Regions from separate parts of the Sus scrofa genome. Here all the other regions are linked to region 3. The links are chromatin contacts, called in public Hi-C and HiChIP or PLAC-seq maps. All regions are on one chromosome and are shown on one strand. The core of a region is the stretch at or near the end of the contact, and the rest is flanking DNA. Distances in the headings are between cores, read along the strand shown.

What was found. A called contact is a pair of places that touch in the nucleus more often than the background predicts. HiChIP or PLAC-seq counts read pairs in DNA pulled down with a chosen protein or histone mark.
Region 1: a contact with region 3 is called in a Hi-C map of skeletal muscle, with 3 times the contacts expected there. The contact joins two enhancer-like sites. A contact is called at or near these places in 1 of 47 Hi-C or Micro-C datasets (skeletal muscle) and 2 of 2 datasets of contacts at active chromatin or transcription factors (alveolar macrophages and skeletal muscle).
Region 2: an H3K27ac HiChIP or PLAC-seq map of skeletal muscle shows a contact between it and region 3. The contact joins two enhancer-like sites. A contact is called at or near these places in 2 of 2 datasets of contacts at active chromatin or transcription factors (alveolar macrophages and skeletal muscle).
Region 4: an H3K27ac HiChIP or PLAC-seq map of skeletal muscle shows a contact between it and region 3. The contact joins two enhancer-like sites. A contact is called at or near these places in 4 of 47 Hi-C or Micro-C datasets (embryonic fibroblasts, epiblast stem cells, fetal heart ventricle and 1 more) and 2 of 2 datasets of contacts at active chromatin or transcription factors (alveolar macrophages and skeletal muscle).

The regions. Positions count from the first base shown.
Region 1 is chr16:50,543,390-50,546,089 of Sscrofa11.1, reverse strand. All of the region lies in intron 6 of LOC102164818 (a long non-coding RNA gene), which reads left to right. Among named protein-coding and RNA genes, the nearest start is that of CPEB4, 46 kb to the right of the region's middle. Within about 2 kb of position 1,334, at least 9 of the 83 cell types and tissues checked have an H3K27ac peak or open chromatin away from gene starts, as enhancers often do. A contact at or near this core is called in skeletal muscle, where this site is marked.
Region 2 is chr16:50,433,944-50,436,643 of Sscrofa11.1, reverse strand. CPEB4 (cytoplasmic polyadenylation element-binding protein 4) reads left to right here. Exons shown (of 8, transcript XM_005657625.3): 8 at 1,877-2,700. The coding sequence ends at 2,104. LOC102164640 (a long non-coding RNA gene) reads right to left here. Exons shown (of 6, transcript XR_002339629.1): 6 at 1-2,391. Among named protein-coding and RNA genes, the nearest start is that of C16H5orf47, 35 kb to the right of the region's middle. Within about 2 kb of position 1,408, at least 6 of the 83 cell types and tissues checked have an H3K27ac peak or open chromatin away from gene starts, as enhancers often do. A contact at or near this core is called in skeletal muscle, where this site is marked.
Region 3 is chr16:50,689,300-50,691,999 of Sscrofa11.1, reverse strand. All of the region lies in intron 3 of LOC102164818 (a long non-coding RNA gene), which reads left to right. Among named protein-coding and RNA genes, the nearest start is that of BOD1, 44 kb to the left of the region's middle. Within about 2 kb of position 1,294, at least 12 of the 83 cell types and tissues checked have an H3K27ac peak or open chromatin away from gene starts, as enhancers often do. A contact at or near this core is called in skeletal muscle, where this site is marked.
Region 4 is chr16:50,464,558-50,467,257 of Sscrofa11.1, reverse strand. The region is part of intron 2 of CPEB4 (cytoplasmic polyadenylation element-binding protein 4); the gene reads left to right. Among named protein-coding and RNA genes, the nearest start is that of CPEB4, 33 kb to the left of the region's middle. Within about 2 kb of position 1,392, at least 13 of the 83 cell types and tissues checked have an H3K27ac peak or open chromatin away from gene starts, as enhancers often do. A contact at or near this core is called in skeletal muscle, where this site is marked.

The DNA of each region.
Region 1 (2,700 bases), core at 85-2,584, 150 kb after region 3:
TTATTCATTTTCCTATGGAGAGGAAGAATTGATTTCAAAACTCAAGTTTAGGACCCTCTGTTTGCTTGTTTTGGTTCTAACTTCTTTCCTGGTCTGAGCCTATTAAATCTAACTTTCCCTAATCTTGATTTGGTCCCTAGGTATAAATTTCTTCTTTAGTGTATTATTGTTTTGCGTTATTGTGCCCATATAACACTGTATGTGTGATGTTGTATCGTAGTGTATTGTATTGTGAGATACACACAGAAGGAGGTTAATTTGATACACATAAACAGTCGTTGGGAAGACAATTTATCAAAATATTAAAAATTTTTTCATCTGCCATAATCACACAATCTTGTAAACCCAGATGATGATGAAGCGGGTTGGTGGAGGAGGGGTGTATGTATGTGAGACAGAGACACAGAGAAGCTTCAACTAGAGCGTATATAACTCTATAGTCTGTAGTAGGCTCGGGCCCCTGGTGACAGTTTGCCACCTGAGACAGTTTGTGATCTTTATCTGCTGTCTTCTGATAAGCCTGGATGACACACTTCCCTCTGGCCTGTACATCTGTTACTGCCTCCTGGCTACATCCTGGTCTCCAGAATGGGCACCTTTGATCCACTTTCTGTTGGATCCTGGTGTTACCCACAAAGTAACCTTCGAACTTCCTAATCTAGTGCAACCCCTTCATTTTATAATTGAGACTCAGAGATGTAATGGGACTTTCCTAAGATCACACAGCCAGGGAATGGCACAGTCAGAACCAGAATTGAGGTTTCATTCCTTTGTTCCTTCACTCCTGCATACATACATTTTTGTTTATTCAAAAATATTTCTGAGGATGACTAGGCCCCAGGCATACTGCAGCTGCCAGAGACACAGCAGTGGGTGAGATGAGCACAGCGCCTGCTGTCTTCAGGCTCCCATCCTAGAAGGGCAGATAACAGGAGGGACAAGGGGATTTCAGGTTGTGCCAAGTGCTCTGTATGCCAAGCACACAAAGGGACAGCTGGCTAGGAGTGAGAGGTTGGCGCAGTGTGCGGAGGTGGCAGAGGCCCCTTTAGGTAAGGTGGTCTGCCTGCAAGGACTGCTTTGATGACGACATCTGAACCAGGAGCCATCCCTGGGAAGATCTGAGTCTGGGCATGTGCATGAGGTCCCAGAGAGGACACCATCTTGGCTTGTTCTAGAGTCAGGGACATTGTCCGTGAGACTGGGGCACAGGGAGCCAGCTGGAAGCAGGTCACAGGAGAAGGGGTTGAAGGGGATGGCAGGGCCACCGCAAGGGCTCCTGCTCTGTCCCCTGGGCCTTTCCCTCTGTGTTTAACCTGACCAAGGCTCACCCCTTCTCGCTGGATCAGATTTACATCCAGTGGTATTTTTAGCCTTCTCGCTCCGGCTCAGTGAACGCACCCCACATGAAAGAGGAGACAAATTTATCTTTGTGGTTGAGAAATATTCACATGGGAGAGGCAACGTGACAGCAGGAAAGAGCTTTGGAGTGCAGGAGAGCTCAATCTGAACTTCAGTTCTGCCTCTGAACTAGGTGAGGTCCTTAGGCAAGATTCCCTCCCCTCTACACGCCGACGTCCCATCTCTAAGATGGACTTAGCAAGAAGTGGTGTCTGTATACACCAGGCACTGGTTTAGGTCCTTTATGAAGAGTATCTTGATTTATCTCCCTAAAAACCCTCTACTGGTACCGTTGCAGACATACCTTGCTGTATGGCACTTCGTGGATACTGTGTTTTTCCCAAAGTGAAGGTGTGTGGCAAACTTTCTCCAAGCAAGTCTATCGGCGCCATTTTTCCAACACCCTTGGCTCACTTTCTGTCTCTGTGTCACATTTTGGTAATTCTCACAATATTTCAAACTCTTTTCATTATTGTTGCATTTGTGACAGTGATCCCAGATCAGTGATCTTTGATGTTACTGTTGCAAAATGATTACAACTGGGAGTTCCTGCTGTGGCACAGTGGTTAAGGATCTGGCATTTCCTCAGCTTCGGCTCGGATTCGATCCCTGGCCCGGGAACTTCCATATGCCATGGGTGCAGCAGGGGAAAAAGAGAGTTACAACTTGCTGAAGGCTCAGATGATGGTAAGCATTTTTTGGCAATGAAGCATTTTTGAATTAAGATATATACATAGTTGTTCCAGACGTAATGCTCTTACACACTTAATAGATTACAGTATAGTATAAATGTAACTTTTTTATGCTCTGGGAAGCCAAAAAAATTCAGGTCTTGCCTTATTGAAATACTTGCTTTATTGTAAGCCCTCAAGATCTCCATGGTCTGCCTGCATTATCAAGCCCATTTTATTACTGATGAGGATACTGAGACCCAGAGAGGGGGACCTGGAATTCGAATCCCAGACGTCCTGCCTCTTGTGTGTGATGCTGCTGTCGGGAGGCTTGAAAGAACCAGGTTTCCAGCCTGGGCCCTGACAGCACTTAATCAATCTTCTGTTTACCCTAAGGAAGCAGATGGATAGTGTCGCAACCAGATGCTCTGTGGTTACAAATGTGAGGCAGTGGAGAGAAGCAAAGCAGGTTGGCTGTGTTGCTCACTAGATCCCCAGCTCTGCAGCTAGATGCCCGAGATGTTCCTCGTCCATTTCCACCACTGAAAAATAAACGGGCTCAACGTCTTCCCACTCTACTTACTTGTGGTCCCTTAGCTCTGACCTTCTCCTCTGCATTTCACCGTTATTC
Region 2 (2,700 bases), core at 159-2,658, 260 kb after region 3:
AGTCTGTTTCTGTTCCGTAGACAGGTTTGTGTGCGCCACATTTCAGATTCCACACATAAGTGATGTCATGTGGTATTTGTCTTTCTCTTTCTGACTGACTTCACTTAGTGTGAGACTCTCTAGTTGCATCCATATTGCTGCCACAGATTTCTTATCTTTGTGTTTCATGCACTCAGCAAATGTTTTAGTGCCTAGGACAAGAGGTCCCTGTCCTCAGGGGACCTCTTTATGTTCTGGTGGGTAGAAATCTGTCCTGGCAGTACTACTCCAAGGGTGGCCTGTGAACCAACCGCCAGTTGATACGGTTTGTTGCTCGTTTGCAGTGAGATCCAGATTTACACCAGAATGTGAATCCACCACATTAGTAAGCATCGTATTTTAGTTCCGTTGAGATTTTTTTTCATAGAAAGACCTTCTTGATGAAGTAAGCAATATACTGATTTACATTCTGGTGTCCGCTCCTTATTTCATGGCAGACTAGCGCTTTCCTTAGGGCCAACGTAGACATCCAACACTCCAAGGCATTGTGCTCAAAAAAGTCTTTATTGGTTTGACTGTATTGTGCCTTTCTCGGTTCAGTACGTAGAAACTATCAAGTCAATAGTGGTCTTCATTTACTGCTTCTATTCCGTTTCATGTTTATTCTACTTCGGGTGGCAGCTGAAATTTTACCATTCTGGTGGTCATCATGCTCTACGGGGGTATAGTAAGGAGAAGGGTGTGGATTCTGTTGTAAGCTCGGATGAAGGGGGCAGGAGGAGCTCCTTTTTATTCACACTGAAAAATACACACATCCTGAGTGCACAGTCTCTCCTACCTCGCTGCTTCATTGCTACATGGGTTTCAGAGTCGTAAGATTCGCCCTTAGAAATTCAGACTTCATTTGTATTCCTCTGTGATCCAGTTCTTTGACCTGTGTCCCTGTCACTGTGAGTGTTCTGGAATGGCCTCAGGGCCAGGAGCTCAATCCTCTGGTTTATTCTGCTCATCCTGCCTTCCCTGTCACTTTTCTTTTGCTCACGGCTAACCTTTGTCAGGATTTCTTGTCAGAGGTGGGTGGCGCCAGTGGTAGTAATAGCCTGGTTTAAGGGAGTTTCAATTGTGAGTTGCTCCAAGACTAAAAATACCCGACCCTCTTCTCACTGGGGAATTAAGAGCCAGCTTATTTTTAATGCTTGAGAGGCTCAAATGGCAGCTTGGCCTGTCGGACGCTGGAGCAGACCTCATTTTATGAGACTCTCCAACTGAGGTAGACCATTCTTCCTGACAAAGAATAAAGCGAGGTTTTGGATTATGAGTCCTGGGGCTGTATCTTGTTTTGCTGGAGTTAGAAGTTCATGACTGTAACCCAAGATGTGTTCGCCGTGAATAGAAACCATGACTCGGGCCTTATTACAGCTCAAGAGCGTGTGATGCAAGCAGCTTCGCTCTGACTTGTACATTGAGGTGCTCTGTTGTGGCACTAGGACTCTCTTAGTTGGTCTGGTGCAGATTATAATTCTGCATCTGACAGCGACCCGGATCCACTGATTAAAGTGGCGGTTCGTGTCCATGAAAACTCTCCTGTGGGTCAAACCTCCTTCTGATGTTCCCAAACATGAACTTGGCTTCACTTTTCAATTTCTGCTGGAACCTTTCTTTCATTTGAAAAGTATTTATTTAATAAGACAAAAATGTAAAAGGATGGGTATAAAAGCCTTCCCAGGTGCTTAAAAGATGAACTGTCTGAATTTCAGTGACAGCGTTACCGGCCCTTCCTTTTGGGCACTTGGCACAGACTCCTTTAGACAGTGGCTGCAAGCGTCCACCCGCGGTCAGAGTTGCCAGGTCCGTTCACTGAGCAATGCCAACTCCTTTCTTTGCTCTTTGATTGCAGGTGGAAGTTAAGCCATATGTCTTGGATGATCAGCTGTGTGATGAATGTCAGGGGGCCCGTTGTGGGGGGAAATTCGCTCCATTTTTCTGTGCTAATGTTACCTGTCTGCAGTATTACTGTGAATATTGCTGGGCTGCTATTCATTCTCGCGCTGGCAGGGAATTCCACAAGCCCCTGGTGAAGGAAGGCGGTGACCGTCCCCGACATATCTCCTTCCGCTGGAACTAGAGGATAACTGCAGTGCTCATTTTCAGGCCTCCGAATAAGTGCACTCTTCTGTTCATTCTGCCCCCTTCCTCAACCTCTTCATGCTGGCATGTCCTTTTGTGCAGTCTGTAAGCTAACAATAGTCTAACGGAAAGAATGACCTATAATATAGGTGTTTTGTAGATTCTTGTGTCACTGAAAACAATATGTACGAACTCCTTTTTCGTATTGCCATCATGTTGCAGGGGAGTTTTCTTCTCTTGTTTTGCTGGAGACACCAAGAGGGCCCAAACTTCCTGCAACATTTTCTTAGAGGAGAGAGAGAAATATTAAAAGAGAAATGAAACAATAGAGTATTTTGGGGTTTTAATTAAATGATTATTAATATAACAGATAAGAATACTTTTATTAAAGTAACCACGTAACAATAACACTATCAATCTCTCCTGACGCGGGGTTTCCCCCAGGGAAGTGCTTTTGCCTTTCTCTTTCTTTTCTTTCATCTTTTTTGCTTCTCTCACTTCTTCCATCCCCTTTTTATTCTTTTAACAGCAGTGGAGGAAGTTAACAATTATTAACAGGAAAGAGCATGTTAAAGCAAACGTAAATGCACAAGC
Region 3 (2,700 bases), core at 45-2,544:
AACCTAGAAGGAAAGTGAAATGGCCAAGACACATCTGAGGCTCCCCTGAGACTTCGCGGTATGGCCAGCGTGTCTCAAAGGGCTGGTACTTCTGTATTTAACTGACGGCTGCTGTCACCATTCACACCTCTGAGCACACTTGAGGAATCACACTTTCCTTTTTTGTTGTGGTTTTTCTTTGTTGTTGTTTTTAAATCCTAAGGCTCATTATTATTTTTTATTACCTTTAAGATCTCATTCCTTATTTTAAACATCCTCAATTAAGGCCACAAATTTCTGTTCAGCCACAATATAATTAGAGTTCATTATTCAGCCATAATTAGAGTTTTCTGATTTAATCATTGTTGAACTTTAACCTGGTAGGAGATCTTACCAGAAGGTATCCTTTTGCCTGGAGAACCCTTAAAATTGCCAATGAATTGATTCCTTCTTGAGAGTCCTGCCAAATCAAACAAATGCAGGCGAGCATTTCACTGCCATCTGAAAGACTGATACTCATCCTCCCGAAATCAAGCGGCTTCTCTCCCATTATCTTCACGAGCTGAGGCTTACGACATTTACATGGAAAATGAAGAGAGGCCAGCAGTTTGATTCCCCCCCCCCCTTTTTTTCTTCCTTGAGGAAATTGCTCTCTTATGCAAGAGAAATGTGAGTTCACCCACAGTGGAGCGAGCAGTCATGTGATAAGAAATCCATTTGCAAGAGAGGGAGTCTCGTTTTCCCTTTCAGAAGCTGCATTTGTTTGAGGGAAACACGAGAGAGAAGGCATTTTTCTGGGGGACAGCAAAGGGATTAAGGCATCACGGCGAGCACATGGCTTGGACATGAGCCCAATTAAAAAACCCCCACGAACCCACCTGACCCTCGTAGGAAAACCTGGAGCTGTCGTCATCCACTCCTTGATTTGAGAGATCAGCACAGTGACTCCGGAGATCATTAAGATTCTAGGGAATGAGTTTTCTGGTTTTGCCTGTGATTTCCATTTTCTCCTTACTGACAGAAAGAAGCTGCATTTATGGATCTTTCTCTTGGAAACCAGAGCTCCTCAGACTAGTTTTTTAAAATTTGGCCTCCCCTGCAGCCATCATGTCAAAGTTTAAATGGGTTCGTCTCGGCTGGTGCCATGAGAACTGTTCCCCCATCCCACCCCCACCCCTTAAAACAATTTTTTTTTTCTTCTTTGCCTTTGGAGATGGATTCACAGCCAAGGGCAGGCAATTATAGATTTCAAAGCCTGAGAACTCTGTTGCACTTTGCCAGGAACTGCTGAAGCAAGCAAGACAGCCTATTGGGCTTTGAATGCCTGGCCCGGAAGCAGGCCCTCCCGATGCAGCTCTCCCAGGATGGGCTAGAGGAGTGTGTGTTTGTCTTTGTTCTGCAAAGGGAAATCTAATTTCATCCCCGGAGCCCTATCTGCATGGCAATTCCGTCGCTAGGCAATACTGGCGTGTTCAAAAGGCTGGGAGATTGCCGAGTTTGTGAGATGCTGAGAGCTGGCAAGGTCTGGGTGAGGGTCAGCTTCCATTGAGCAGGGCAGCCCTGAGGCCTGACTCTCAGCCTTTATCTGCGACTCTGTTCCTTGGAGGGCTGCTATCTCTCTGAGGATTGAAGGCACCCCTGTGTCCCCAACCCAGCCTCCCCTGCTGCTCCGGCTGCGTCACAGGGCTTGGGAATGAGATCTGATTTCCAAAGCTGCTGACTGCAAAATGCCAACACTTGTTCAGGAAGCAGGCAGGTGCTGTGGCTAGAACTCTGAACTGGGAGCTACTTGGAGGTGGACCAGAGTTGGTGGATTGTATCTATCACCTCAGACAGTGCTGCTTTTCTCACGGATCCTACCTGTTCACAGGGGAAGAAGGTGCATAGCTAAGTAACCAGAAAGATATCGCTAGTGATGAGGGCTGTGATAACAGCAAAAGTAAGTTGTGTGAAAGAATTAAGACAAGATGGCTTCTCTGTGGAGGTGACATGCAAGGGGAGACTTAATAAGGAGCCAGCCATGCAGAGATCTGAGGGAACAGCCTCCTAGGGAGAGGGAACAGCAAATAGAGAGCCTCTGAGCAGGGAGTGATCTTGGCATGTCTGTGAGGCAGCACGTGTGGCCAGAGCCTGGTGAGCAAGGGGCAGAGGTCATGAGATGAAGTCAGAGAAGTAGGCGCAATCATAGGAAGAAGTTTGGGGGAGATGCTGAATATGTTGTGGTAGTTTTGGGGGTGCGGGACCGATGACTAGATTTGTATTTTAAGAAGCTCACTCTGCCTTTTGGGTGGAGAATGCATTGGGCGGGCACCAGGTAGGAAGGAGGGCTGCCAATCAGAAAGCTACTGCAGCACTCCAGGTGGGAGAATGAAACCATTTCATCCCCCAGTGACAGAAGGCACCTTCAACAGAACAAATAGGGTCGTCTTCTTTAAGAAAATATTTCTCGGGTTGTGCTTGTTGTGGCCATTGAGAGCCTCACTCCGATAGACAGCTGGATGGAAGTGATAGGGCTCTTGGAAGCATGTTTTTATTAACCAGGCTCCAGAAACTCACCTGTATGCAAGGGTCTGATTGAATGAGCAACAGCAGCCCTGCAGTAACGAGCCAGTGAGAATGGAGGTGAACACAGCATATACTCAAAGCAGGCCCCCAGTGGAGTACAGACAAGGCCACGGTCTGTGTTGTATAACTGAGGCAAGGCAAAATAATACACACCAT
Region 4 (2,700 bases), core at 143-2,642, 220 kb after region 3:
GGGACAGAATTGAAAATGTGTATTTTATCATAATCTTCTGTAAAAGATCCATACCTCACACCTGCTGATTTCTTATCGAGAGTGCCTTTAGGGGGTGGAGGTCAAAATAGAATCACTGAGGGAGCTTTTCCAAGCTGGCTTGTTCTTTTTGCTGATTCTGATTCACCAAGTCTGTCATGAGACTTAAGCATATGTGTATTCCAGCAGTGATTCAGATAGACTGCCCTCCCTCCTCACCCCCACCCTCACTCCACTTTGAGAACCACTTCGGGTAGATGTATAAAGTCTAAAGCTATGGGGGCTGCTCATAAAACAAATACATATCAAGCAAACACTAAGTGCCAGGCACTATTTTAGGCCTTTGGGATATATCAGGAAATAAAAACTTAGACTCTTGGCCTAATGCAGCTTATCCTCCAAATAATTTGCAGACATCTTTGAACAGTCTGTTTATTTTTAAGGCTAATGAAAAGAGGAAGACTCAGTGCCTTGAGTACTGATAAAGGAAAATAGGACCTGGGCCTTTTGAGAAATAACAAAGGTGAAATTAGATTAGATGTGAAATCAAAGCTCATTCTTCGTTAAGATTCAGTAAAGTCATTAGGATTTACGTTAAATTAGAGATTAGCGTTAATGATAGGTATGTATGCAGAAAGCCAACCACTGACTTAGCTCATTGCTTTTTGGGGAGGGGCTCGTCTCATCTCTAAAGTTCTCCATCATCCATACGTAATTTAGCTTAGAGTCCCAAGGGATTTCATGAATTTGTCTTGATCTTCTTCATGTTGGTACAGAGAACCATTTCTCAAAATCGTTTTTACTGGAGTTCCTACTGTGGCCGTGTGTCTCTGCAACACAAAAACGAAGGCTAAATCCCTGGCCTGGCACAGCAGGTTAAAGGATCTGGAGTTGCCCCAGCTGCGGTGGAGGTCACAACCATTGTGGCTCAGGTCTGATCCCTGGCCAAGGAACTCCATATGCCAAGGGGCCAAAAAAGAAAGAAAGAAAAAAAAATCACCTTTACCTTTGGGGGAGTTCTACAATTATTTATTTTTATTCACTGGTTCTTTTAAAATATGTCTCTTATAACACATATTTCTTTTCATCAGCCTTTTTGCAAGGTAGGAGGATTTTAATGTACTGCCTTGGCTTTGTTTCTAGATTACTGAAAACTTTTCTAGTACCCATTGGTCTGTTTTTCCACTTTTCTTTCCGTTATATTATCTTCTTTTTTTTTTTTTTTTTTAAACTGACTTTGGCTGGTTTATTTTGGATAAAAACTATGCCTAGTTTTTTAAAGCTTAAAAAATTGCCATTAATCACTGGTATCATAACATCCTCTTAAGGCAAGTTATCTTGTTGCTCTGTCCTCTAAATGTAGCATCCAGAGTCAGAAGGCCTCTGGCAGGGATAAAAATAGCCTTCCTGCTGGCTGGTTTGTTGTTAGGTTTACTGGCAGTAGGAAATCTTTTGAATTCCTTAATTGGATCAGCTCTTTGCTAGTGTCTCTCTAGACATTCCCTTCTGCCTGAAATTCGTAAATGTTTTAGATCTTCCAACTTTGTACCTGCCCTGAGTCAAAGCAATCCTTCTACATGAAACCAACCTTAAGCTATAGAAACATAACCCATTGACTTATCTTAAAGATAAATGTTAAATTTTTTGCCACCGTGACAGTCTGTTTTTCAGCTATCATATCAGAATTGAAAGATTGAATCTGAGCTATTGGTACAAAAGGAAGATCCTCCTTGGCTTTTATTAAAAGTAGCATTTTTAAGCTGAATTTTCAAAGTTTTCATTTCCTAATATACTTCTGCTTCTGCCAGTTTGGCTATCATAAAAGTAAAGAGGTTTTTTTTCTCTTCTCTTCCCCGGCGAAGAATTATATCCCTGTTTGTAACTCAGAACATTAGCAAACTCGCTTCTCTGAAGCTGAAAAAATCCCCCCATAATATGGCCACTCCCTTCTCCAAGGTTCCAGTTTGGGTCTTATGTGGCTTAGAGGAATTTTTCCTTTTTCTTTCTCTCACAAGTAGAAAATTATTGATTATCTCTGGCTTAGAGTTGATGAGGGAAAGGGAATGAATATTAATTGAGCACATAACTCTAAACTGGGGAGCTTTTCTGGGCATTCTGCAAAAATTATTTCTTGAATTTCTTACATGTAAATGGAAATCTCTGTTTCTCTGAGGTTCAGAGAAACAAAGTAATTTGATCTAGCTCACAAGATGGGCTTTGTCCAGCTCTACTCTTTTCACTGCGTGTTTCACTGCGTGGCAGAGACCACCAGTTGCTGGCTTTGTTTTTTTCATTCATTCAGCAGCTACTTATTGAGCACCTTCTCTTCTCTAAGCTCTGAGTTTCGAGACCCAAAATCTGTCCTTAAGGATTTTGTCACCCTAGAGGAAGAGAGTTTAGAAATAGATAATTTAAATATGGTATAATAAGTATAAGGGGTGTTGTATGGAGCCCATAGGCCTGTCTAAACCAGAGAGCAGGTGGCTTGGGGCAGGGATTTTCCGTAGGTTGCGAGACCTGTGAAAGAAGCTACCTGGACAAAATTGTGGAAGCTTGAGTGGTGAAACAACATCGGAAGCAGAGAGAAAGGAAGGCGTGCCAGAGGAAAGAACCAGAAGTAAAAGTTAATGCCCCATCCTGCCAAAAAAAGTTAGTGGGCCAGTACTTCTGAAAGTCCAGAAT